Linked DNA regions of Sus scrofa: region 2 is linked to region 1. Evidence: chromatin contacts called from public HiChIP or PLAC-seq data. All regions are on one chromosome and are shown on one strand. Each heading gives the region's core, a stretch centred on a gene start, on an enhancer-like site or on the middle of the called end of the contact. The rest is flanking DNA. Distances are from core to core; before and after follow the strand shown. Region 1 has its middle 21 kb from the start of TRNAV-AAC. Region 2 has its middle 70 kb from the start of C7H6orf223.

Evidence for each region. HiChIP or PLAC-seq counts read pairs in DNA pulled down with a chosen protein or histone mark.
Region 2: an H3K27ac HiChIP or PLAC-seq map of alveolar macrophages shows a contact between it and region 1. The contact joins two enhancer-like sites. A contact is called at or near these places in 1 of 47 Hi-C or Micro-C datasets (epiblast stem cells) and 1 of 2 datasets of contacts at active chromatin or transcription factors (alveolar macrophages).

The regions. Positions count from the first base shown.
Region 1 is chr7:38,772,084-38,776,776 of Sscrofa11.1, reverse strand. No RefSeq gene overlaps it. Among named protein-coding and RNA genes, the nearest start is that of TRNAV-AAC, 21 kb to the right of the region's middle. Within about 2 kb of position 2,891, at least 19 of the 83 cell types and tissues checked have an H3K27ac peak or open chromatin away from gene starts, as enhancers often do. A contact at or near this core is called in alveolar macrophages, where this site is marked.
Region 2 is chr7:39,060,995-39,065,687 of Sscrofa11.1, reverse strand. No RefSeq gene overlaps it. Among named protein-coding and RNA genes, the nearest start is that of C7H6orf223, 70 kb to the right of the region's middle. Within about 2 kb of position 2,812, at least 30 of the 83 cell types and tissues checked have an H3K27ac peak or open chromatin away from gene starts, as enhancers often do. A contact at or near this core is called in alveolar macrophages, where this site is marked.

The DNA of each region.
Region 1 (4,693 bases), core at 1,642-4,141:
CACATATTCTGTGCCAGACAGATGCTGGGAAAGCACCAATGAGCAACCCAGACAAGCCCCCATCTCCCATGGAACTGGTACTCTGAACGGGGAGTCAGATTATAAACAGGGGGGTGGATGAGGGGTGGGGAGTAGGTAAGTTGCGGAGATGAAGAGAGAAGAGATCGCTAACAGGAATGGATCCTGTGGAGTTCCTGTCATGGCTCAGTGGTTAACATATCCAACTAGGAACCATGAGGTTACGGGTTCGATCCCTGGGCTTGCTCAGTGGGTTAAGGATCCGGCGTTGCCGTGAGCTGTGGTGTAGGTTGCAGACCGAGTTGCTGTGGCTCTGGCGTAGGCCGGTGGCTATAGCTCCAATTCGACCCCTAGCCTGGGGACCTCCATGTGCCGCAGAAGTGACCCTAGAAATGGAGAAAAAAAAAAAAAAAGACTGGATCCTGTTCACTCACTTGACAAACGGAATACCTATAATGCACTGGGTGCTGTACCAGGGATTTGAGATATATCAGCAATCAAAACAGACAAAGATACCTGTCCTTGTGGGACTTAAACCCTAGTGGGGGAGACAGACAAGACACCATGCACATAGTGAATAAATGCACTGAATCACGTGAGAACATTAGAACGTGGTTGGTGGTTAGGAAAAAAACAGAGAGTAGGGTAAGGGAGATGAGAATGTGGGAAGCATGTTGCCATTTTATTTTATTTTATTTTATTTTATTTTATTTTTGTCTTTTTTCAGGGCCGCACCTGTGGCACATGGAAGTTCCCAGGCTAAGGGTCAAATCCAAGCCAAGTCTATGACCTACACCACAGCTCATGGCAATGCTGGATCCTTAACCCACTGAGTGAGACCAGGGATTGAACGCACATCCTTATGGATACTAGTCAGGTTCGTTACTGCTGAGCCACAACGGGAACTCCAGCATGTTGCCATTTTAATTAGGACCCTCAGGGTAGTTATCCTTAAGAAGCTGATGTTTGAGCAAAAACTTGAAAAAGGTGAGAGAGTGAGTCCCGCAGATATCTGGAGAAAGAATGTTTCAGGTAGAGGAGAAAGGCCGTGCAAAGCCCCTGGGGCAGGAGCAGGCATGATGTATTGTAAGGAAGCCAGTGGGGTTAAAGCAGTGAGGGGGAGAGGAGCCGAAGCTGGAGTCAGGAAGGCCATCGGACTGGGGAGGGATCAGGTAGGACCTTGAAGGCCATTGGGAGGACTTTGATTTTCACTCTGAAGAAAATGAGGAACCACTGCAGGGATCTGAGCAAAAAATAACACCATCTGGGAGTTCCCCCTTGTGGCTCATTTCCCCCTTTTGGCTCAGTTCCCCCTTGTGGCTCCGACCAGTATCCATGAGGATGAGGGTTTGATCCCCTGCCTCGCTCAGTGGGTTAAGGATCCAGCCTTAAGGATCCACTGTGGTGTAGGTCACAGGCGCAGCTCGGATCCTGCGTGGCTGTGCCTGTGGTGCAGGCTTGCAGCTGTAGCTCCAATTCAACCCCTAGCCTAGAAATTTCCATATGCCGCAGGTGCGGCCCTAAAAAGCAAAAAGAAAGAAAGTGACACTATCTAACCCACCCTTTCCAGATTAAATGTTGTGATTGACAGAAAGTGATGGGGGTGCTATATTGATTTACTTATTTGTTTGTGTGTTTAGCTAATGAGGTCAGGGAAGTCTCTCTGGGGAGGCACATCTAAGCTGGGGGCTGAGAGGCAGCGCAGGGACACGCCCACCCTCCATTCCCCTCCTCTTCCTCAAACTGTCAACCAGGGCAAAGCCCTCTGCTATCCGACTCCCCACTCCCTCTCCTTTCAGCCCCCTCCCCCTCGTCCTCTTTCCCTCCCCCCTCCCCCACTCCCTTGTCAACCCCCCCCCCCATCTTCCTCCTTCCCCTCACCAATTTTTGTCTCTAGCCTCAACCCATGGAGATAAGGGCCTCTCCCTTCCCCGGGTTCTTAGAAAACAGTTGTAAAAAGCAGAAGGAAGCCCGGCAGCAGGCCCTTGGCAGGAGGGAGGGCGACAGATTACAGTGTCTGGCGCTGGCCGCTCACCCTGTAATCAGCAGGGTGTCTCGGGTGGACAGGGACCCCAGGGCACGTGCCCACTGGGCCAGGCCTTCCCGGCCCCAGTCAGCCCCTCCCCAGGCCCCCACCGCAAGCCCGGAGGAAAGAGGGGGTGTCTTTTGGGCTTTGGCCTCAGCCTGGCCTTCAAGCCCTGCCAGGGGAGAGGCTCAGAGGAACCACGGAGCTTTCCATCCCAACCCCTCATTGCACAAAGGGTGGGACGGAGGCCCTGAGAAGACATTGTGCAGTTCTGGTCACACAGGAAGATTCAAACCCAGGACACTGTCCACACCCCAGACTGTCTCATCCTGCGGCCCAGGCCTTGGGCTCAAGAAGCAGGTGGAGGTTTTGGCATTCAGACCAAGAAGGCAGGGCCGTCACGGGTCATGGGCAGAGATTGCGCTCTAAGGGCAGGGCGGGGGGCGCACCGCTGGACAGCGGGCTCCCAACAACTGGGAAAACACTTCACATTGTGAAGGCCGCTTACCCCACAGCTCTGGGAGAGCAGGGATGGCTCGGCCCAGCTCTGCTCCCAACCCACCGGAGGGACGCTTGGCTGCCCAGTGGGCTAAAGGCTCGGGACAAAAGGAAGGTCAGCCCCATTCCGGAGGCCCAGGCTCCCAAGCCTGAACGGGAGCCCTTTGTCCTCTAGGATACAGGCCTCAGCCTCCTGAGTCTAGGATACAGATGTCAGCCTCCTGGGTCATCTGTCTGTCCAGGAACAGGCCCAGCGCTTCTTGGCTGTCACGTGCCATGCGTGGCTGTGGCCTCCAGCACCTGAGTCATCCATGACTCACCGCCCTCTGCCCTTGGTCTCAAGAGGGCCGGGCCAGGTGGACTTGGCATGGGGACGGTAAGACCTGTCTGGTATCCCTGGTCCAGGCCTGGCCCTCCCCCGGCCCCGCCCCTGCCCGGAGACACAGGATAGAGCTGGACATGCGCAAAGGACACCCTGTGAACACACCTCTGCTCCCAGAGGACCCGGAGCAGCTCCTGCCGGATCCTTCCCCTACACACACACACACACACACACACACACACTCCTTCATGGCGCCTTCACACTCACACACGTGCTGGGTGGCTCCACATGCCCCAGTCTCCAGCTGTCCCTTGGGCTCTGCTGTTACTCCTCATGAGACCTCAGGAAGGATTCTGCCCCCTCCTAGGCCTCAGGTTCCCCCTCTGACTCTGGCAGCCCTCAATCGCCAAGATCCCTTTGAGTCCACAATCTAAGGAGGCCCTTTTGTGAAGTGATGGCAGACCTGTGGTTAGCTGGTGAAGGGAGAGCAAGCAGGGTGATGGTGGCCCCAGCTGAGGGGGAAGTCGCCTTCCTGGTACCTTCCAGACCCTTCCACGCTTAAGGCTACAGACAAAGCACTGCAGAGGAAGAGATGGTGATGCCCTGGCAGGGTCGCCAGGGGCCCCTTGCAGCCACCCCCTCTCCAGGGGAAAGGCCTAGGAGGGAAACTTCCACAGGACTCCCCTCAGACAGGGGCTCCCTGAGGCAGGGCTGTGTCTCCCTTCAGACTGAGAACCCCATAGGTCAAGAGCTTTTGGTTCCGTCTTTTGTTCCAAACCAAATCTCCCCCTCCTCACATGAACCTGACCCAACTCCAAGGCCAGCTCCCCTTCTGTCTATTTTCCAATACGTGACTTGGACCCCAGCGTGACGGCACCCACAGAGATAGAGGCCAGCAGTGAGGTAACAATCTGAAGAGTGATCTTCCGTGTCTTTTGCATCTTCCACCTGTTTTACCTCAAATCATCCCAGGAATGTGGGTCACACCTAGATTGCATTCCCCAGAGGAAAGACAAGGCAGCGAGTTTTAGAAAGCCAGGGATTTGCAAGGACACACAGCAGCGGGTCCCTGGCCCCCCACCTTCCATCCATCGTGTCCACCCGCCCAGCCCCATACCTCCCGGTGAGGGCTGCCTCTCCCACCCCCAGGAATGGGTTAATGAGCACGAAGCTTCACAGGGTGGAGGGCAGTTGGGAAAGCTAGGGAGGGAGCAGAATTTCTCCATCTGGCCAGAGCTTCGGTTTCCCAATCCAGCGGGGCAGAGACAGGAGCCGGGCCGGCTGGGCACTGCTGGGCCAGGGATCCCAGCACCTTCTCCTGTTGTGTGGCCAGGGAACCAGACTGGCCCTGAGGCTCTCAGCCAGGAGAGGCCTGGTCCCTGGGGACAGGGGCCCAGGGCCCAGCTGAGGCAGGGCAGGAAGACAGAGCTACCATCTAAGAGGAGAAGGAAGAACCCCAGAGGGGAGGCTACCGGCAGGCCAAGCATCCATGAGGTGGAGGAGTAGCAGACATCCTCTTCTGGGTCTCCAGTCCCCCCTGCCACCTTCTGTCACAGCATCTAAGACATTGTCTTCCCGACATTTTTTTTTTTTTTTTTTCTTTTTAGGGCCACACCTGAGGCACATGGACGTTCCCGGGCTAGGGGTTGAATTGGAGCTGCAGCTGCCGGCCTACGTCACAGCCACAGAAACAAGAGATCTGAGCCACAGCAATTTGGGATCTGAGCCTCATCTTTGACCTATACCGCAGCTTGTGGCAATGCTGGATCCTTAACCTACTGAGCAAAACCAGGGATCAAACCCACATCTTCACAAACACCATGTTAGGT
Region 2 (4,693 bases), core at 1,563-4,062, 290 kb before region 1:
GCTTGGGCTCACGGAGCTGCTGAAGTTAGCGTTGAGGAGGACCCTGAGCCTTCCCTGCCCCAGGCACGACAAACCAATGCCTTTCCCCTCCCGCTCAGGCCTGTGGTCACCCTCCTCGTGGCCTCTGCTGCCTTGCATGGCCTCTTGCCAGCGTCTTCTTCTCCTTCTTTTTTTGGCTGTGCCCGGGGCACGTGGAAGTTCCTGGCCCAGGGATCAAATCGGTGCCAATGCAGTAACCAGAGCCACAGCAGTAGCAGCGCTAGATACTTAACCCCCTGAGCCACAAGGGAACTCCTGTCTCACCAGCTTCTTGTGACCCTGCGGAGGGTCTAGGATCACTGCAGTAGGACAGCAGGCTACACCTTGGCCGCCCCACCCTGCCAGGTCTCCCCACGGCTTCCATCCCCACCTGTGTCCTTGGGGTCCTGATGGGTTGGGAGGGTGGCTTTCCCAGGCCACTTATGTTCTTTGATCTTTAGGGACCCAAGGAGCCCAGCCCAGTATCTCCCTGGACCTACACTACAGGCCACGTGGTGGCAGCTCTGTTCCCCTAGTGGCGGTAATGAACTCCTAGCTCTCTGAATCCTCACCACACTGAGGATAGGCTATGCTGGCTTTTAAAATTTTTTAAATTTATTTATTATTATTTGTAATAATGATTTTATTTTTTCCATTATAGTTGGTTCACATAATTCATTATTTTTAAATTTTTAGGGTCCTATGTACAGCATGTGGAGGTTCCCAGGCTAGGGGTCTAATCGGAGCTGCAGCTGCCAGACTATGCCACAGCCACAGCCACGCCAGATCTGAGCTGCATCTGCCACCTACACCCCTGCCCGATCCTTAACCCACTGAGTAGAGCCAGGGATCAAACCTGTCTCCTCTTGGATATAAGCCGGGTTCATTACCACTGAGCCACTCTGGGAATTCTGGGCTGCGCTATTATCCTCTCTTTTCAGACAGGGAGTCCCAGGTATAGAGAGGGGCTCTGGGCTTGGGGCTGTATTGGCTGTGCTGATGCTGTGGTATTTTTTTATAAAAAATACCACTGCCTGTTGCCCTTGAGTAGTGAGGCAGCAAGACCCATTCCAAAACTCAGATGGGCAGAGAGTCAGACAGGGGCGGTGGGTCAGGCTGGCTGTCCTGCCCTCCCCACACCCCAGGCTTGGCGGGTGATCACCCGAAGCATCTTCCCAGGGCATTTCCTGCCAGGATAGCTCTCCCCAGTGTGCCCACTTACCTGGTCCTTTCATTCCTTTGTTGCTTCCTTTTTTTTTTTTTTTTTTCGTCCATCCACCCTCTGTTTCCAGTTCCTCTTGGAGCAAGTCCTTCCACCAGCTTCCTCCTGGCCTCACAGCTCATGCAGGAGGAAGTGCTCCTTGAGGGGGTGTTGCATGCCTGGCAGCTCCTCTCTCCTGGGCACCCCATCCCTCCCACCCCACTCAGTTGCACGTGAGTCTACACCCTGTGCATTTTTTTGCTCCTGTACTTGAATGTGGGTTGATAGCTAGGTGCCATCAGGGGCCCAGGCCCCCTCTAGCATATTGATTTGCTAGGTGTCATTTCCATGTCCAAGGTCATTTCATGGCTCAAGACAGCCGCTGGAGCTCCAGCCAGTGGGAAGGAGGAAGACAGCACTGAAGAAGAGCCTGCATCTTCCCTTTAAGGAAATGTCCTGGAAGTCACACTCTGCTTATACCCCCCTGGCCATCTCTCAGTCCCCCAGCCATCCCTGGCCCAAGGGATGCTTTCCCATGGGGGTCTTGCTGAAAACTGGGGAGGGTGGGATGTTTGGAGGGCAACAGTGTCTGCCACCAGCCCCTCGTTCCTTTAGTCCATAACCCATAGAGGGTGGTCGGGGCCTTCCCAACTCCCCCCTCCTACAGCCCTGCTTCCCTCCCTTCCCTGATGCCCCAGTTCCTCCTGAGACTCGATATTGCCTGCCTGGAGCTATTAATGGCAGCAGTGCAACACCAAGACTGGCTGCCATGGGCTGTAGTCTGTTCATTGCCCGGCCGGTGCAGGTGCACTTCTTCTCATGGCCGCCCAAGGGGCAGCTCATCTTAGTCCCACTTTACAGCTGGGGAAATCGAGGCCCAGAGAGGTTTGACTTTGCTATGAGCACCCAGCTGGGCTCTGAGCCCAGGTCCTGCACGTTCCTTTCTTTCCCAGGGAGTCCTCCCTGGAGGAGCGGATGCCCCAGGCCGTCTCGGGGTCTGACAGGAGGAACTGGAATGGTCTGGGTTCCAGGAGGGCCTGTCTGGAGGAGAGGGCAGGCGGGGTGGTGTGACATCAGTCTGCAGTGTCTCCTCAGCACTTACTCAGTGCCATGGTCAGCAGACGCGTCTGAACAGGGTCCACTGACGGGTTTGGGGATTTCTGCTGGCGCCAGGAGCCGGCCACTGCGGCCACATCCTCAGACGCCACTTTCCCCAGCATGAGCATCCTGGCCCAGGCAGTGAGGAAGGCAAGGACAGGGAAACCTCTGCCACTTCCCCTTCCCCCTCCTGGCCACCTTGGTGGGGCGGGAGCAGCGGGGGGTTGAGCCTCTCCCCCAACTGGGCCGCTTGGGGTGGGAGAGAGGCGAGCGTGTGCAGCCAGACTCTCCAGCAGACCAGCATCATCCAGGCCATCCCCCTGCCTCTGGAAAGGACGGCCTTTCCTTGCTGCTGACCCTCAAGGGTGAGGTCACGACTGTGCCCTCGGGGTGGGGGGAGGTGCTCTGAGCATAAGCTCGGTCATGGCCATGACATGTGGTTAGTAATGTTACTGTAATATCTGCTCCCTGATGATCTCTGGCCAAGAGGAAAGGCTCATGAGCTGTGAGTCACAGCAGGCCGCCGATGGTTGGGCCTGCCACGCGCAGCTCCGATGAGGGTGTACGGAGGAGGGCCCTGAGACCCAGACGTAACCTCTGGCCTCTGGGACTTCCCGCCGGAAATAGGCGATGAACAGGAAGAGCAGATGTGAGGTGGGACTCCCCTCCCCACCCCACCCCCGCCGTGCATGCCCCCCTCCCCACCCCCCGCCACCCGGCAGGATCCTTGCCCCCTCCACAGGGAAGTCTTCCTTGATTAACAAACAGCCTTAGAATTGCTCTGGGGTTGACCTTGGATTCCCAGCTCTGGCAAGATGGGCTCCATCCCCCAAGTCTGGGCACCTGCAGGTTCTGTGCAAAGGGCAAGGGTGTGGACAGGAATGGGGCGCTTTCATTCAAGCTTCCTTCCTTTCTTCCTTTCTTCTTCTTTCAACAAACCTGCCAGGTGCTCTGGAGACACTGGTGAACGGCGCAGACTCAGTCTTGTTCTCACGGAGCCTGGAGGAGAGGCTGAAAGCAAATGGTCACACAGATAAAAAAGAACTACCAACCGCACCCAGGGAAGGCAGGGCCCGGGGGCGAAGGGGTGGGGGTCGGGGGCTTCTAGGGGCCTGGGCCGTTGCTAGTGGGTGCAACCCCCCGGCCTCCCTCCTCTGCTCACAAGGCCTCTGCAGGGAGAATGCTGGCTGACACGGTGGCAGGGTGCCCGCCAATGGGGGCTGTGCCAAGGGTGATGTGATGTGTGCTGATCCCTCTCCACTCCTTACTGAAGACCAGTGTCTGCTGCCCCCGCGGCTCAGGGAGCCTGGGGCGGTGCTCCCATCACGTCCTGAGATGTTTAGGGGAAGACGGAGTGGGGAGAGGGTTCCCCTGGTGCTTCAGGCGGAGGGGCTGTGCTAAGAGCATCTGGTCCTCCAGCCCCAGCTGGTGGGGCCCCTGGCACCGCCTAGGGTGTCAGTCCCTCTGAATTCCACCTGCACCCCTGCAGTGGACAGAGAGGTGGCCCTGTTGACCCCGTTCGTCCTCTGGCCCCATGCTTTGGACATCCCCCTCCAAGACACGTTGGAGACCTGTTTTCTTGCCCTCTTTGGCCTGACTCTGCCTGCTTGGGCCTCAGTTCCAGGAGAGGGAGAGTGAAGGATCCTAGGAGTAAAAGGAGGCCCAGAGGCAGGGATGCTCCCATCCCTCCAGAAATAACCAGTGCAGATTGATTTTGCCTTCTGTGGGGATCTCCGTGGTCTGAGGTTGGGGCCGTGCTGAGTGGGAGGACGTTCAAATATTGTATTTAAATATAGACTTTTGGGTCCCACTCACAGAGACTCTGATTCTCTAGGTCTAGAAGGATCTTAGGACTCTGCATTTTTTGCTTTTTAAGGCTGCACCTGAGGCATATAGAGATTCCCAGGCTAGGGTTGAATCAGTGCTACAGCTGCTGGCCTACCCCACAGCCACAGCAATGCAGGATCCGAGCTGTATCTGTGACCTACACCACAGCTCACGGCAGCGCTGGATCCCTGACCCCCTAAGCAAGGCCAGGGATCGAACCGTGCATCCTCATGAATTCTTGTCGGGTTTGTTTCTGCTGCACCACAATGGGAACTTCGGGACTCGGCATTTAAAAAGTCCTTCAGCCTCTGTGACATCAATGGCCAAGGATCACACTCTTCTTTTGAAGGAAGAGCTCAGATTCTGGAGGCAGGATGCCTGGTTCTCGGGGTGACTTTGGACACTGATTCTCAAGGCCTTGGCTTTTGCATCTATATAGTGGGACAACAATACTGCCCCCCACCCCAGTATTTCATTCAAAGATGAAATTGGAAGGTGCAGATAGAGCACCCCCATTGGGCCCCAGCTTATAGCAGGGAGCCCATAAAC